Linked DNA regions of Oryctolagus cuniculus: all the other regions are linked to region 1. Evidence: chromatin contacts called from public Hi-C data. All regions are on one chromosome and are shown on one strand. The core of a region is the stretch at or near the end of the contact, and the rest is flanking DNA. Distances in the headings are between cores, read along the strand shown. Region 1 holds the start of PERP (p53 apoptosis effector related to PMP22). Region 2 holds the start of HEBP2 (heme binding protein 2). Region 3 has its middle 180 kb from the start of TNFAIP3.

Region 1 (4,247 bases), core at 1,094-3,593:
ATCTGTGAGTTCAGAGAAGCCGGGACCGTCACCCCACACCTGTAGGAAGACACGGTGGCTCCACTTCCCAGGCGGAGCCAGCGCCTGCAGGAGATGGGCGAGAATTAATGAGAGCTTCTGCGCCCAGCTGGCTACACTGGCAGGAGGCGGGCCCCACGCCGGCTCCCAGACCCTGGGTTTGGGATCTGATGATAGGCCCTGCATTGTAACCATCCTCGCAAAGGTAACAGGAGTAAGGAAACTGAGTTCTAAAGCCAGTTCTAAAATCGGTCAGGCCGGCACTCTAAAGACAGGACAGATTTTTCCAGATTTACTTGGAAAACGCAGCTTTGCCCAAAAGCCAGGCCAATTGCTGTATCCAACTGAGACAAAGCACACTAGATCTGCCTTTTCTGTACAACAGGAAAAGTCCATGCTGTAGACTTTATCTGATTAAAAAATCAAAGCGAGCAACAAAGCCTACTTACTCCACAGACACAGCACCAGCTAATGGGTGTGAGGCTGGAGCGGCCGCACCCTAGAAAGGTGAGCTCACCCTCCAAATGGAAGCCACTGAGCAGGGCTTTGTGTGCGTTTCACAAGAGGGCTGCGGTGCCGGCCAGCGCCGACCCGGCAAGAGTGCGGGTGGTGGCTGGGCCGGCTGCCTGCGTTCTGGGGAGAGCCCTGCACAGCGTCCTCTGGGTCCTCGCAGCAGGGAGCTAGGTTTGTTCAAAACAAACGAGCTGTTGCGTCTCCCCCCAACAGCCTGGGTCCCTGTGCATTTTAACTCAAAGACACAGTCAGCTCATCCCAAATCAACTCCCCGTGAACATTGGAGAGACTGGGGGGTAACGCAGACCGTGGCAGGTGCAGGGCCCGTGCGTTTTCAGGAGAGAAAAGCTCAGGCACTTCTGGGCCTTTTGCCTGTCGTGACCGGCCTGACGAGGAAGGGGTTCATCCAGGGAACACCCCTACAACTCCACAAGCGATCAAACCCACCCCGCGGCTGGCACAGGGCCCCAGAGCCACAGGCAGAACAGGATTGAGAAGGAAGCCCCCCGCCACTTCGGGAAAGAAAATCCGACAGCAACTAGTGAACAAAGGGCGCCTGCTTTAATGCTGTTTACTCGGCCGGCGAAAGCCCCATAGGCATTGGGGATTTGCTGCTGCTTTTCCCCGCGGGGTCCATTTGCGTGGACACTCACACTGTACACCCGCTGACTCGGGCCCACCCCGGGCAGGGGCAGGAGCCCACGGCGGGGGACCGCCCCCTGCGCGGACACTGGGTCAAGCACCCAGGCCTGCTCCAGCCTGCAAGCCACCGCACTCCATCCGCAGGGACCCACGCTGGCCGCTCAGTGACTCTGCCCCACTTCGCTTTCCCAATCCGGTTAACAGAAACAGTTTCTAAAGGGCTGTGCTGAAGCCGCAGGGCGCTCCTCGGAGCAAGCGCTAACAGGAACTGGCCGGGTGCGGTGCGTGGAACGCCCAGGAGTCCACGGCAATCCCAGGTGCTGGAGCTTCGCCTGCAAGGGCTTTTGTTTTCCAATGGGAAATATTTCTTTGGGTAAGATCAAGTTACAAGGACCCACCGGCATCAGGCAGGGGACATGATTTTAATACTTGGATTTTAATACTAAGGAGAACCAAGGGAGAAGGAAGACAAGAAGATTCAACAGGTCTCCAAGAAAATATACTTTGTTCCTTAGGCGTACTCATCTAAGCCTTCCTAGTGGCTGAAACCCATAACTCCCAAGATTTGAATTAGGGCCATTTTCTTCGTAGTTGCGACTGTTTTGGGTCACCCAAAGTGGCTTTTGGTTCAGGTCGAAAGCAGGAGCCTTAAGTCTAAATAGACTTAAAAAAAAAAAAAAAGAAAAGAAAAAGAAAAAAAAAAGGAAAGAAAAGAAGAAAAGAAAAACGGTAGCCACTAGCCCGGACCGCATAAAACCTTTCCCGCGCAGGCCGCAGTCCCGAGGACTTCCCGGAGGCGGCGGCGGGAACTCACCGTACTCCATGAGGCTCTGGCATCCTTCCTCGTAGGACCCGCTGCCGCCGCCCTCGCCCAGGCATTTCCACCAGAGCGAGGACGTCTGGCCATGGTCGCTCGACTGCAGCCAGCCGCGGCCGGCCAGCGCTATGATGTCGAAGGCGATGGCGCTGAGCAGGAGCAGGGGCAGGATCCACCTGCAGCGTTCGCAGGCCAGGCCGCAGCGCAGCATCGTGGACGGTCGCGGCGCGGAGCGGAGCGGGGTAGTGCGCGGGCCACGGGCGGCGGCCGAGAGTGGCCCGCGAGCGCGGGGACCGCGACAAAAGGGAAGAGGAGGCCGCGGGGAGGCGGCGCACGGGGCGCGGCGCGCGGCCACACCTCGAGGCCGGTGACTCAGAGCGCGCCCGCCCGGACCTGCCCGGCCGGCCCCCGGCTCGGGTTACACCCGGCGGCCGGCTTAACCCTGCCGGGGGCGGCTTGCCAGTGGCGGGCCCGGGGACCCTGCCCCAGGCGCCGCGGGGCTTCGGCTGCGTGCCGCGGGACACCTGCGCGGTCGTGTGTGCGTTTCACGCGCGTGGAGGCGGCTGTCCCAGCGGCGAGGGTGCACGCAGGCTGCGGGCCGCTGGACCTGGAGCCCCGCGGGCCGGCGGAGGCGTGCGCTCCCTGCCGGGCCCCGCCTTGGCACTCTGGACCCTGGCTCCAGGGTGACGGGCCTGTCTTGACGCCATGTTTATTGCTGTGTGTGTCCCCGGTGTCTAGTTCCGAGCCTGGGCCAGAGAGGAGGTTCAGCGACTTGGGTGAACGGACAGATTTCCCTCGCCGGAGCCCCGCAGGTGGCCTCCCCCCGCCCTCCCCCCCCCCCCATTGCTCCCTGTCCCTGCTCAGACCCCCTTTCAGCCGCTCTCCATTGGCTCCTTTGGCTTCTCTAGATAAAACCCCTAGGTCAGCAAGCCCGCCTGTCGGATACCCCCGTAGCTTCCTCCGTCCCGCAGGTGTGGCCGAGCGGGTGGGGCGGCAGCCGGGAGTGGCCCAGCCGCAGCAGCAGAACGAGTTCTCGGCGGCGGGCGCCACAGTGGCCTCAGCCTAGTCGTGGAGACGTCCCAGGAGCGTCCCTTCTTACCCTGGATCTCTGGAGAGCGCTGCTGGATGCCTTGGGTCTTCCTCCGGCTTGGTGTAAAAGAAGCGGGAAGTTTAAGCAAGTCCGAACTTTAGTCCTCTGCCTTTCCATTTCGCCTTCTCCAGGGAAACTGGGCCATTTTGTCCTGGGTGGGTCTCCGACAATTTTGAGAACAAATAAAGGTACCCAGAAAGGGGCTGAAGCCATTTGAAGTCTTTTTCCGTAGCCCCCCTTGTGTGTCAATCAAGTTGCACATAAATCAAGTTCCCGTATTTTCATTAGCGGTAAATAATTCGTTGCATAGACTGGCAGGAAGCTGTGTTCTGAGAAAAGTGAGGCCCATACGGTGTAGACTTGTGAGGGTAAATGTAATGTTTGTGTTCTCAGGGCTTTCAAAAGCAATGCAAATGTTTGCGTAATTAGCTATGATTTATCTGTGAGGGAAAAAATGACCTTTCAAATCAAAGTTCTCATAAGCAAAATGGTTTTGGAAACAAACGAGAGAGGCACAAGTATCTTAATGTCCAAAAAATTTTGCACTACATGTAGCTTGTTTTCTTGTTCCGCTGAAGCCACGGCGCACCAGTGCTGGGTGGACACAAGGAAAGTGGCTCTTTAGAACTTCTGGAAGAGTCCACGCTGGTCTTGGTTGTGTGCCTAACATATATGTACCTAACAGGTGATTCAGACTCTGGACCCGGATTGGAGAGGGTCGGGTGCCTTCTCCGATTAGCTGTGTGATGTCCCACAAGTGACTTAACACTGATAGATGATAGTTTCTTCATAGATCGGGCTTACTCACACGGGTATAACATGCCTAAGAGAGTACCTACATGTAATAAGCAAGCCACAACGTAAAGATGAAAGATTTTCACATAGGTTTTTCACTTTAATGGTAGAAAAGGATAAATTGCGTGTTTATAAAGGGACAATTCTATAAATCAATACCAGTCACAAGTTACAGAGTTATGTCGGACAATGCAATCTTGTATCCCAGCCATTATTTGTAAAATGATAATCAAGAGTAGAAAGCTGGATGGCTCTCCCTGGTGGATAACACAGGGATTGCCGAGGACTTGGTAAAGGTAAATTGCACCTTAAGTTGTTTTCTTAAGCAAAGATGGATTTTTTAAAGGCATGTTTAAGGGTAGGTATTTGATG
Region 2 (4,966 bases), core at 1,686-4,185, 290 kb after region 1:
CAAAATATTGGTGTAGAACTTGAACCTTCTGAATTTTATTAAGCTTATTCTAAGTGAAAGCCCATTATTTGGAAATAAGTCATTTTCTTTCTTTCTGTTCTTTTATGTTACTAATTACCATCTTTAAATACAGATAATTCAGCCTAATAATCTACTATTATCTCCTCTAATTGCATATTCTACAGCTATAGAATGATTTGCTCCAAATTCAGCTTCAGTTTTGCCATAGATAAAATTCTCCCCCCTACCCAGGGGCATGGGCAATGGTAAAAGTTACTCTGCTGATTAAAACAACAACAGACTTCTTAACAAATAACAAATTATTTGCCTCTTAACAAAAACCTGCAATAAAATCAAATTGCATTCTCAACTTAGCAAAGTCACCTAAGCAGCACACCACATCCATCACACAGTTAAAATATGCTTTAAAAAAATAAGCCAACATGAATTATTGAGTCTTCACTAAATAATTCAAGCTTCGTTCTGCATAACAATAAATTGAATGTAAGCACTTAGAAAGTGTCATGTGTCCTCAGGCCATTGCACAGCTGTTGGCACAGAGAGGAGCAAGGAAAACATGGGTGCCCGTTGCTTTAAAAGCACTAGGTCATAAAGTTGTAATTATAAAATGCATGAAGTTTGTAACTATAAAAATGTATAGTTCTGCATACATTCTTATGGACTTACTTCTAAGGATACAGTTCAAAAACTTGCCATGGGACACCAAATCCCCATAAGTGAAGGGGGGCAGGAGAGAAGCAATTTAAGTGTTAAAATGATCATAGGGACAGGATTAAGTATTAAAGCAATCCTACAATTGGATTAAGTGTTTGGTAATAATAATAGATAGAATTAAAAAGAAGTGAATGCTTCAACATGGGAAGCAGTCCACACAGTGTCTCATAGAATGACAATTGCCTAAAGTAGCACTCTGACCTCAGAAATCAGCCCTTAAGGCATTTTGGTCTGGCTGAAAAGCCCACAAGAGCATTCTGGGCATGGAAAACCAAGACACTGTGGCAAAAAGTGTTCTACACAAAGGACCTCTGTGGTTGAGACCCCAGTGGAAAGAAGTAGTCATCAAAGAAGGAGGTACTTTTCTCTGAAGGGAGGAGAGAACTTCCACTCTGCTTATGGCCTTGTCTAAATACTGAGGGAGTTTGTGGATTCAAAAGGCTTCCATAGCCTAGGCAGATCATGTTGAGAGCCTCGGGTGATCACTGATGTCAAACGCAAGAGTGTTGTTAACAACAGGAGTCACTGTGCACTAACTTCCCATGCAGGAACTCTATCTTCAATGAGTTGTATTATGAGAGTTAATAGTAAAACTTGTTCTCAAAGATTTACTTTGCTTTAGCGTATTAAGTGGAGGATATTCTTATGTCACATAAGTTTTAGACAAGCCTAAGTGCCCAACACCATTGCTTGTTTCCTTAGGTGTTTCTATAATTAATGAAGAAACTTGTTCTCAAACAAAAAAAATTATTATCACAAAAATTAAAAGAAAAATAAGAAAGGAAATAGGAGGAAGGGTGGGAGTGAGGTTGCAGTAGAAAGTGTCATTATGTTCTTAAAACTGTATGTATGAGATACATGAAATTTGTCCCATTTATATACATTTAAAAATTAATTAAAAAAGCACTAGGTCATGTGGCACATGGTTAAGGTCCTGCTCCCAAGCTCCCACATGGGCATGTCACATCCTGTGGGAGGGCCTGGGTTCTAGTCCTGGCTCAGCTTTGGATTCCCATTTTCTGCTGCTGTGTGCCCCAGGAGGTGGCAGGTGTCGGTCCTAGCCCTTGAATCCCTGCCACCCATGTGGGACACTCTCCTAGGTTCAGCCTGGCAAGGCCCTGGCTGCTGTGGGCATTCGAGGAGTGGACCAGTGGCTGGGAGCTGACTCTGCATCTGTCTTGCTCTCTACGCATCTCTCTGTCTTCCAACTAAATGAAAAGGAAAACTAAAGAGGAATGGAGGAGTGATTGTGAGCTGTAACACAGCTGAAGTTTGAAAACATTTTTGCTCAGGGATGGAAGGAAGTCACAATGAATCACTTGCTGTCATGATTCCACTGACAAGAATGTCCTGTAAACTTGTAGACAGCAAAATAGTCCCTGCCTAGGGCTGGGGGTTGATAAATTAGGAAGCAGTGGCCAAAGGTATGGAGTTTCTTCAAGGGGCGGGGTGACAAAAATGTTCCGAAACAGGGATGATTGCTCAAGTCCAGAAATACATGAAAAGCCACTGACCAGTACAAGAATAGGTGAATTGTATCGTATGTGTTTTACATTTCAATACATCTCTTAAAGGCTGCGTCTCATCAAAAATGTTTAAAAAGCACTAGGGTCTGGCCTCCGCAACCCCTGGACTGCTAGGTCTGATGAGATGACTCTGAGGGTCTGGGGACACCTCTGGGGAAAGATGACGCACAGGACGGTTCGAGATGCTCTGTGGCCTGCTCCCCTCCGCTTGGTCCCTAAGCCACCTTCCAGGTGCGGCGAGTAGGGGCTGGCGTCCAGGACATCGCACAGGGGCAGCCCCAGCCCAGTGGCGGGAGCGCCTCAGCCGGTCAGCGCAGGCCACACCTCGAGGGGCTGGCGGGGGTGAGGCCATGACCCGCAGGGCCTCCAGCACCGGCCCCTGCTCAGCCCTCCTCGGCCCCGGGCTGCCCAAGCTGCAAACTTCTGCGACTCGGTTCATTTACAAACAAGGGTGGCAGCGGAGGCTGGGACCCCCAAAAGATGGGTCACAACGGACCCTGCCGTCGGTGCCGGGCTGGGCTCCTGCTCACCTGCACAGGGGACCAGGCAGTGAGTGCGGCCCGCGGCGGAGCTGGGACCGGGACCTGGTCCCTCGCGCTCGCGGCGCCTCCTGGCGGCTCGAACCAAGCGAGTGCCGCGGGCGCGGGTGTCCACGCAGTGCGGGCGGAGGGTGCGCGTCGGCGGGGCGGGGACTGCGGGCCTCTGCTGGCCCGGCGCGCACACGCAGGCGAGCGGCCCGAGTGGCCCTGCGGCGGCGGCGCAGCTGACCAGGCTCTGTCCGCCACCCCCACCCCGAGCGTCGGCGCCGCCCATGGCCGAGGTGCTGGAGCCAGATCCCGGGACACCCGAGGATGCGACAGCCCAAGACCTGGAGACGCCGGTGTGGACGGCCCCGGAGGACGCGGGCCCCCAGGTAGGCGCCGCCCGCGGGCCGGGTGGGCGGGGGGCGCGGGCCCGCCTTCGGGGTGGCTTGCAATGGAGCCGGGATGAAGTCAAAAGTCGCTTTTGAGACGCTCGGAGCACTGCGCAGTTCGCTCGTGGGTGGGCGCCGCCCCTCCCCAGCTGGGGGCCACCGCTGCTGCATTTCTTGCCTTTGCGGGAGAGGCGCCGCGGTGCGACCCTCGGGCTGAGCTGGGGTTGTTAATGTGACATAGAGTGGGCTCGAGTGCTCAGGCACACCTGGCTGGGCCAGCTAGGCCGGTCCTTTCCGGGTAGAGCGAGGCTGCAAGACCGGTACTGCGGACTTTTCAGGCCTGCTTCTGGAAGTTGTCTCCGTCCCTTTTAGCCCGGAAATTACGAGATCCGACACTATGGACCGGCCAAGTGGGTCAGCACGAGCGTCGAGTCCATGGACTGGGACGCGGCCGTCCAAACTGGCTTTACCAAACTCAGCAGTTACCTTCAGGGCAACAACGAGAGAGGTAAGGGCGGTTCCCCTTCTGATTTTTACCTATTGCACCTACCACTGTGTTTTCGCTAATTAAAGAAATACACTAACAGAAAAAAATAGCCCGACCATCAAAGTTGAGTTTTTCCAACCAGGACTTTCTCGAGACCCTTAGCACAGGCTGCCACGTCATAATTTTGGGCTCTGCCTCTGCCACTGTTTGTCTTTAAAACTTCTCCTGAACCTAATTGTCTGAATTGTACAGAAAAACTAATTGACTAGATTGCTAATCGCCGGTTTCCCCCTTTCTCTCTAAAAAAAATGTAGAATATAGTCACCAAAAACAATAATTAGAAAGTGTTTATTGCAGGAATAGTTGACTGATTTTGGCATTATTTTTCTTACAGTGAATATTATCTTCAAGGGAAAATACTTTTGTGGTTTGTGCAAAGTTAATCAAGAAACTCAGATTATTTCTTTTTTCAAAAAAAAAAAGGCTCATTTTTTTAAGTGTCCTTAGTCCTCCAGATTTGCTTTATTTTTGTGGTGCAGAGATGAAAATAAAGATGACAGCGCCAGTGACCAGCTACGTGGAGCCTGGCTCAGGTCCGTTCAGTGAGGCGACCGTGACCACTTCCCTGTACCTCCCTTCGGAACAGCAATCTGACCCGCCCAGGCCTTCGGAGTCGGGTGTCTTCATTGAGGACAGAGCCGGAATGACCGTGTTTGTACGGTGAGCGCTGGATAATTTATAGCTCAACTGACTGCTAGCTTTAGGTGCATGCGCTCACCAATACAGCGCCCGTGCAGTCTCAGAAGGCTTTCCACCCTTCCGTCAAAGCAGGTCTGATGAGTTGCATGGTCTTCTCCTTCTGGCTTGTATGTCACTCAAGTCTGCCGCAAGGTGTAATCAGTTCATTTCATAAAAAAACGCACACCATCTTTTCCACGTAGAAGACACAGTGCAAATTACATACTCCCCAGAATGGAAGAGGGCCTTTACCTGCAGTCCAATAAGATCCAAACAGAAACACCGTAAAGCACAGTATATGGTACCTGCCTTAGTTGTGTTGGGGGGGGGGGGGATGGGCTGCTATAGCAACATACCATAGACTGGGTAGCTTATGGAATACAATGTATTTGTACATTGTATTTCTCACAGTCCTGGATGCTGGGAGACAAGTTCCAGGTGCTGGCAGTTTCAGTGTCTGAGGGCCCCTTTCTGTTTCCCAGACAACGCTCCCCAGTGTGTCCCTACATAGCTGTTCTCCAGGGTTTGGGAACACCTGCCATTCATGGGGCACCACTCTCGTGACCT
Region 3 (4,642 bases), core at 1,061-3,560, 390 kb before region 1:
ACTTAAAGTTTGCAAGAGGACATGTGTGGGTTATAATCAAATACCAACCATTTCATATAAGGGACTCAAGCATCCCTAGATCTTAGACACTGCAAGGGGTCCTGGAACCGTACTCCAAAGATACCAAGGGTTGGCTGGATTTGCTTCCTCAAGATGTATGTACCTAGGCCCCATGTTTTCCTCAGCCCCAGGTAGCCTCCCTGTTAGAACAGGGCCACATTGCTTCTTGGGTTTATCATATAAGAATCCTTGACCCAAAGTGTTGTACGTGGTTAAAGAAGCCCCCAGTAAGCAGACAGAGTGAAAGGATCAAACCTGACGAGCTCCTGAGGGTTTCTGGCAGGGCCCTGAAGTCTTACTCAACTTCGTTGCTTCTTTACCTCGTGTGCAGTAGACACCCATCACAAGCTGGGTCAGCCTAGCAGGTGGCTGTATCAACGAAAGCAGAGACGTGGCACTTGGAGTCTTGTAGAGGAAATAGTAATTAAGCAAATAACCACACAGCTATCACCAAATCATAAATACATGCTCTGAGATTACCCCCTCGGAAGGGGTTTCTGGTAGCCACAGGAGAAGAGGGAGCCACCCCATGAGAAAGGAATTACATCTCAGACCAAACAGCTGTTCACTTAGTCTCCTGATTGTGGCCATATAAGGCTGTGCATCCAGGCACAGAGCTCCTCTGATGGGACTGCGAGAAGTTGCTAAATTTTTCTGTCCATCCAAATGCTCGGTGCTGTCTTTTATAACTGTGGATATCTGCTTGGTCTTCGGGTGCTCAGGCCAAAAGCCTCGGTCATCTTGCTCTCTGCTCCTGCTGGCGTTTCTTAGTGACCTGTCTTTCAGTGTTGCTGACTCTGTCTTCGAATTATACACCGAATCCAGTCATTCCTCATGACCTTGCCTGGTGAACTGGGGCAAGCCCCTGCGATCCTGACCTGGCTGGCCCCGGTCCTCACTCCCTGTGCGCTATCCTCCACTTCACAGCTAGCATAGTTCTTTTAAAAGCCAGGAAGGAGAGAGAATTCGGTGCCATGGTTAAGTGGCAGCTTCGGATGCTCACATCCCTATCAGAGTGCCTGATTCAAGTCCAACCCAGCTTCCTGCTACCGCAGCAGGTGATGGCTCAAATACCTGGATCCCTACCACCCACATGGGAGACCCAGACTGAGTTCCAGGCATTGAGGAGTTGAAGCAGTGATTGAAAGAACTTCCTCCATCTTTCTCTCTGCCTTTTAAATAAAATGGATTTTTTTAATTTAGAAAGCTATGGCGGATCTCATTTCTTCCTTGTTTAAAACCTTGCAATGGGCACTACCAATCCCACCTCCTTTTCACTACCTCCCATCTGCATCCAGGACACTGGTTTGCTGCCTGTGCCTGGAATACTCCCTCTGCATACCCACACAGCTAATTCCTTCACCAGCTACAAGTATCCACTCCAATCCTACTTCTCAACAAAGCAGTCCCTGAACCTAAAGTTACAACAAACTCCTTCACCTATGTTCCCCACTTCTGTTCTTTGAAGCCTTTTCCCCATCACAGGCGTTATTTTTCCCAGTCTTGCTCTATATTGGGCTTCATTTGTTTATTTGCCCCCATTAGAATGCATGCTCCTAAGGGCAGAGATTTAAGCCAGCTTTGTTGATGGGTACATCTGAGCACCCAGTAGAGAACTCAGTATATATATATAATACACATGTACATATTATTTTATGTATTATACATGTATGTATATGTACATATATATATATTATATATGCAAGGAACTTCAAAAATTTGTGGAAAATGGAATTAAATGAGGTCATTTTGGGTGCAATAAACTTGCAATTCAACACATTTCCATGAACTTTTTGAAGATTGTGTGTGTGTGTGTGTGTGTGTGTGTGTGTGAATGCAGCTAGAACTATGGTTGTTCATTCCACTATTATGATGCCTTATAAATTAATAAATAAAGCTTATAATTACATAATGATGAGCACAATTAAACTGCATTGAATTGTGATCTGTAAAAATGATCACTTTTTCAGCATAAATATGTACTCATCAAGAAAATGAACAGGAATCCTTTAAAAATGGAAGTGCTCTGTCCTTGATGCTCAGTTTCCTTGAGTAATAAACAAACCCAAAGGAAGGTTCACAATGGAGCTGCATTTAGAATCAACAAGCTTCAAAGGGGCGGCGGGGGGGGGGGGGCACTGTGTAGTTCTGTTTCAAAGCTACCCTGCTCACGTGACACGTGGTAATCCCAGAGGCCGGGGAAGGAATGGGAGAGAGCTGAAAGATGAGAACAGCATGTTCTTTGGAATCTCTCTGATGGGCAGACAGTCTCTCCTTCTCCCAGACCATCCTAAAGGGGAAGTGCGTCGGGTTGGACAGTAATGGGAAGTGTGGGAATTCCCCTCTCCCTTTGGTCTACTTTACAGACAACTCCACTAGGGTTAGAGATCGGTCATTCCCATCCACGGGATCCTTCACTGGGATGCAAGGCTGCTTGGGGAACAGTTTTGGAGGACAGGTGAAGTGAACTTTAGTTCCCTCAAAATCATACATTTTTAAAGCCGATGAGTGAGATTGAAAAGCTGCCAAAGCTTAATCACTGCTGTTTCATAGCACTACCAATAGATGGCAGCACATGATCCATCTTCCCCTCTTGGCAGTTTCAACCCCACCATTGGGCTCTTCGGCCCTTTTGAAACTCTTCGGTCATCATACAGCAATTTGAGTGTATAATAAAATCGCGGATAGCCCTTCCTTCTCTATACTAAGCCTCTTGGTGATCTCAAGCTACAATCACCAAATCAACTGATACTATGACCTGGAAAAAATAGCCAGGAAACTAAAAACAAGACAAAATAAAATATAAATCATACAGTGAGTCTTGCAAGGGAGAACAAGTAGAAACCAGTTATGCTCAGAAGAGTTTTAAAAACAAGGAAAGCAATTTTTAAACATTTTTATTCAGGGACACTATGCCCAAACACCAAGAACTCGAACAAGGATGCTGTTGAGAGATACATTGTGATCTAACCACTGCAGCTCCTTCCAGTTCTGAACATCTCTGCTCTGTGGCTGGAGAAACTTCAGCAGATACATTTCTAAGGAAATAAAATTATTTTCCATAGATACTAGGCTGGTATCTATAAGTATTTACGGAACAGAAATAAATAAGCAAAACCTCCTTCACTTTAACCAAAATAGTAACAGAAAACAAACTGAAGTTTACTGGACTTGGTCCATTAGAACTGTTGCTTTCAAACTGCAGGTCACAATTAAGTTTGAAGGTCCAATTAGTTTGGAAATCAGCTTTGTAGGTCGTAGCAGGCATTATATCAAAGAATGGGATGGCAAAGGATAAGATAGGCTAGGACAGGATAGAGGAGAAATTGCATCTCAGTGTACAAGATCCAAAGGTAAAATTTCTTGCTTTGAGATATGACCAAAGTGAACATGCAGAATTCTGTTGTGGAGGGCTATGCCTACTTTCAACTTTGTATTTACTGCAGGCCAGTACCAATAGGCTCCCCCATCATTGCAAAGTCTAATTGAACAAAGAAAATTTTTGATGGGTATGAGTGATATCGAGCCACAAACTGAACTAAAGGTATCCTTAACCCCTGCTGTACAAATATGGAAAATTAGATTATTCATCATCATCATTTTGGTACTTCCAGATTTTCTAAGATAATCCCAGTTTCTGGAATTTTGCCCTGTTCTTCGATAAGCACACCCATACTCACAATGTCCTGTGTTCTAAATTGTGGTTTGGAAAAAATATATATCCCCAGTGCCTAGAGGAGCTGTTAAGGCAAATTAAATAAGTGAGCCATGAGTAGGAAAGGATTAAAATGTGGATCTTATAAGAAATGTATAAAAATTTTTAAAAGACAATAATATTTTTAAAGAATATATTAAAAAGATACTGTACTAGGAAGAAACCAGACATGCTATGGATTGAATTATGTCCCCCCACCCACCTCAAAAATTCATCTGTGGAAGCCCAGTGTGACTGAGTTTGGAGTCAGGGTCTGTAGGAGGTACCTGCAGTTGAATGAGGTCCCAATCCTGAAGCACTCGTGGCCTTGGAAGTGAAGGACATGCACTCTGCACTCCCCCACACCCCTCACTAAGAAGGCCCTGCAAGAAGGTGTTTTTTGGTTTGTTTGGTTTTTCTTTCTTTCTTTTTCTTCTTCTTCTTCTTCTTCTTTTTTTTTTTTTTTTTTTTTTTTTTTTTTTTTTTTTTTTTGGATATCCAGGGCTTTATTTTGTAATGCAGAGGCCATCCCAAGAAGGTTTTTGTTGGCAAGCCAGGTTCCTCACCAGGAATCACACTTATCTCTATAGATAAAGATAAATGTATCTGGGATCTTCATGTTCCCAGCATCTAGAACTGTGAGAAATAAATTGCTGTTGGTTAACCCACGCAGTCCGTGGCATTTTGCTGAGCTGACTGAGACAAGGTGCAAAGCCTGGAACTTCCTGGTCTCCCAGGCTGCAACCTCTCGCCCAGTTCTATTCCGGGCTGAATGAAGCCCAGTCCCATCAGGGGAAATACCTGAAGTCATTCAAGCGTCAGTCTTCACGAACACTTTCGAGTGCAAGGAAAACTTCGACAGGGTATTTATCCACTAAGCGCATACTT

What was found. A called contact is a pair of places that touch in the nucleus more often than the background predicts.
Region 2: a Hi-C map of an unstated tissue shows a contact between it and region 1, with 4 times the contacts expected there. The contact joins the promoter of HEBP2 here to the promoter of PERP in region 1. A contact is called at or near these places in 5 of 6 Hi-C or Micro-C datasets (ear pinna, embryonic fibroblasts, liver and 2 more).
Region 3: a Hi-C map of embryonic fibroblasts shows a contact between it and region 1, with 4 times the contacts expected there. The contact joins the enhancer-like site here to the promoter of PERP in region 1. A contact is called at or near these places in 2 of 6 Hi-C or Micro-C datasets (embryonic fibroblasts and skin fibroblasts).

The regions. Positions count from the first base shown.
Region 1 is chr5:30,762,683-30,766,929 of mOryCun1.1, reverse strand. It overlaps PERP (p53 apoptosis effector related to PMP22), which reads right to left and starts at 2,343. Exons shown (of 3, transcript XM_002714845.5): 1 at 1,988-2,343. The coding sequence starts at 2,201.
Region 2 is chr5:30,475,272-30,480,237 of mOryCun1.1, reverse strand. It overlaps HEBP2 (heme binding protein 2), which reads left to right and starts at 2,935. Exons shown (of 4, transcript XM_002714846.5): 1 at 2,935-3,174; 2 at 3,547-3,682; 3 at 4,201-4,381. The coding sequence starts at 3,073.
Region 3 is chr5:31,153,654-31,158,295 of mOryCun1.1, reverse strand. No RefSeq gene overlaps it. Among named protein-coding and RNA genes, the nearest start is that of TNFAIP3, 180 kb to the right of the region's middle. Within about 2 kb of position 2,310, at least 3 of the 8 cell types and tissues checked have an H3K27ac peak or open chromatin away from gene starts, as enhancers often do.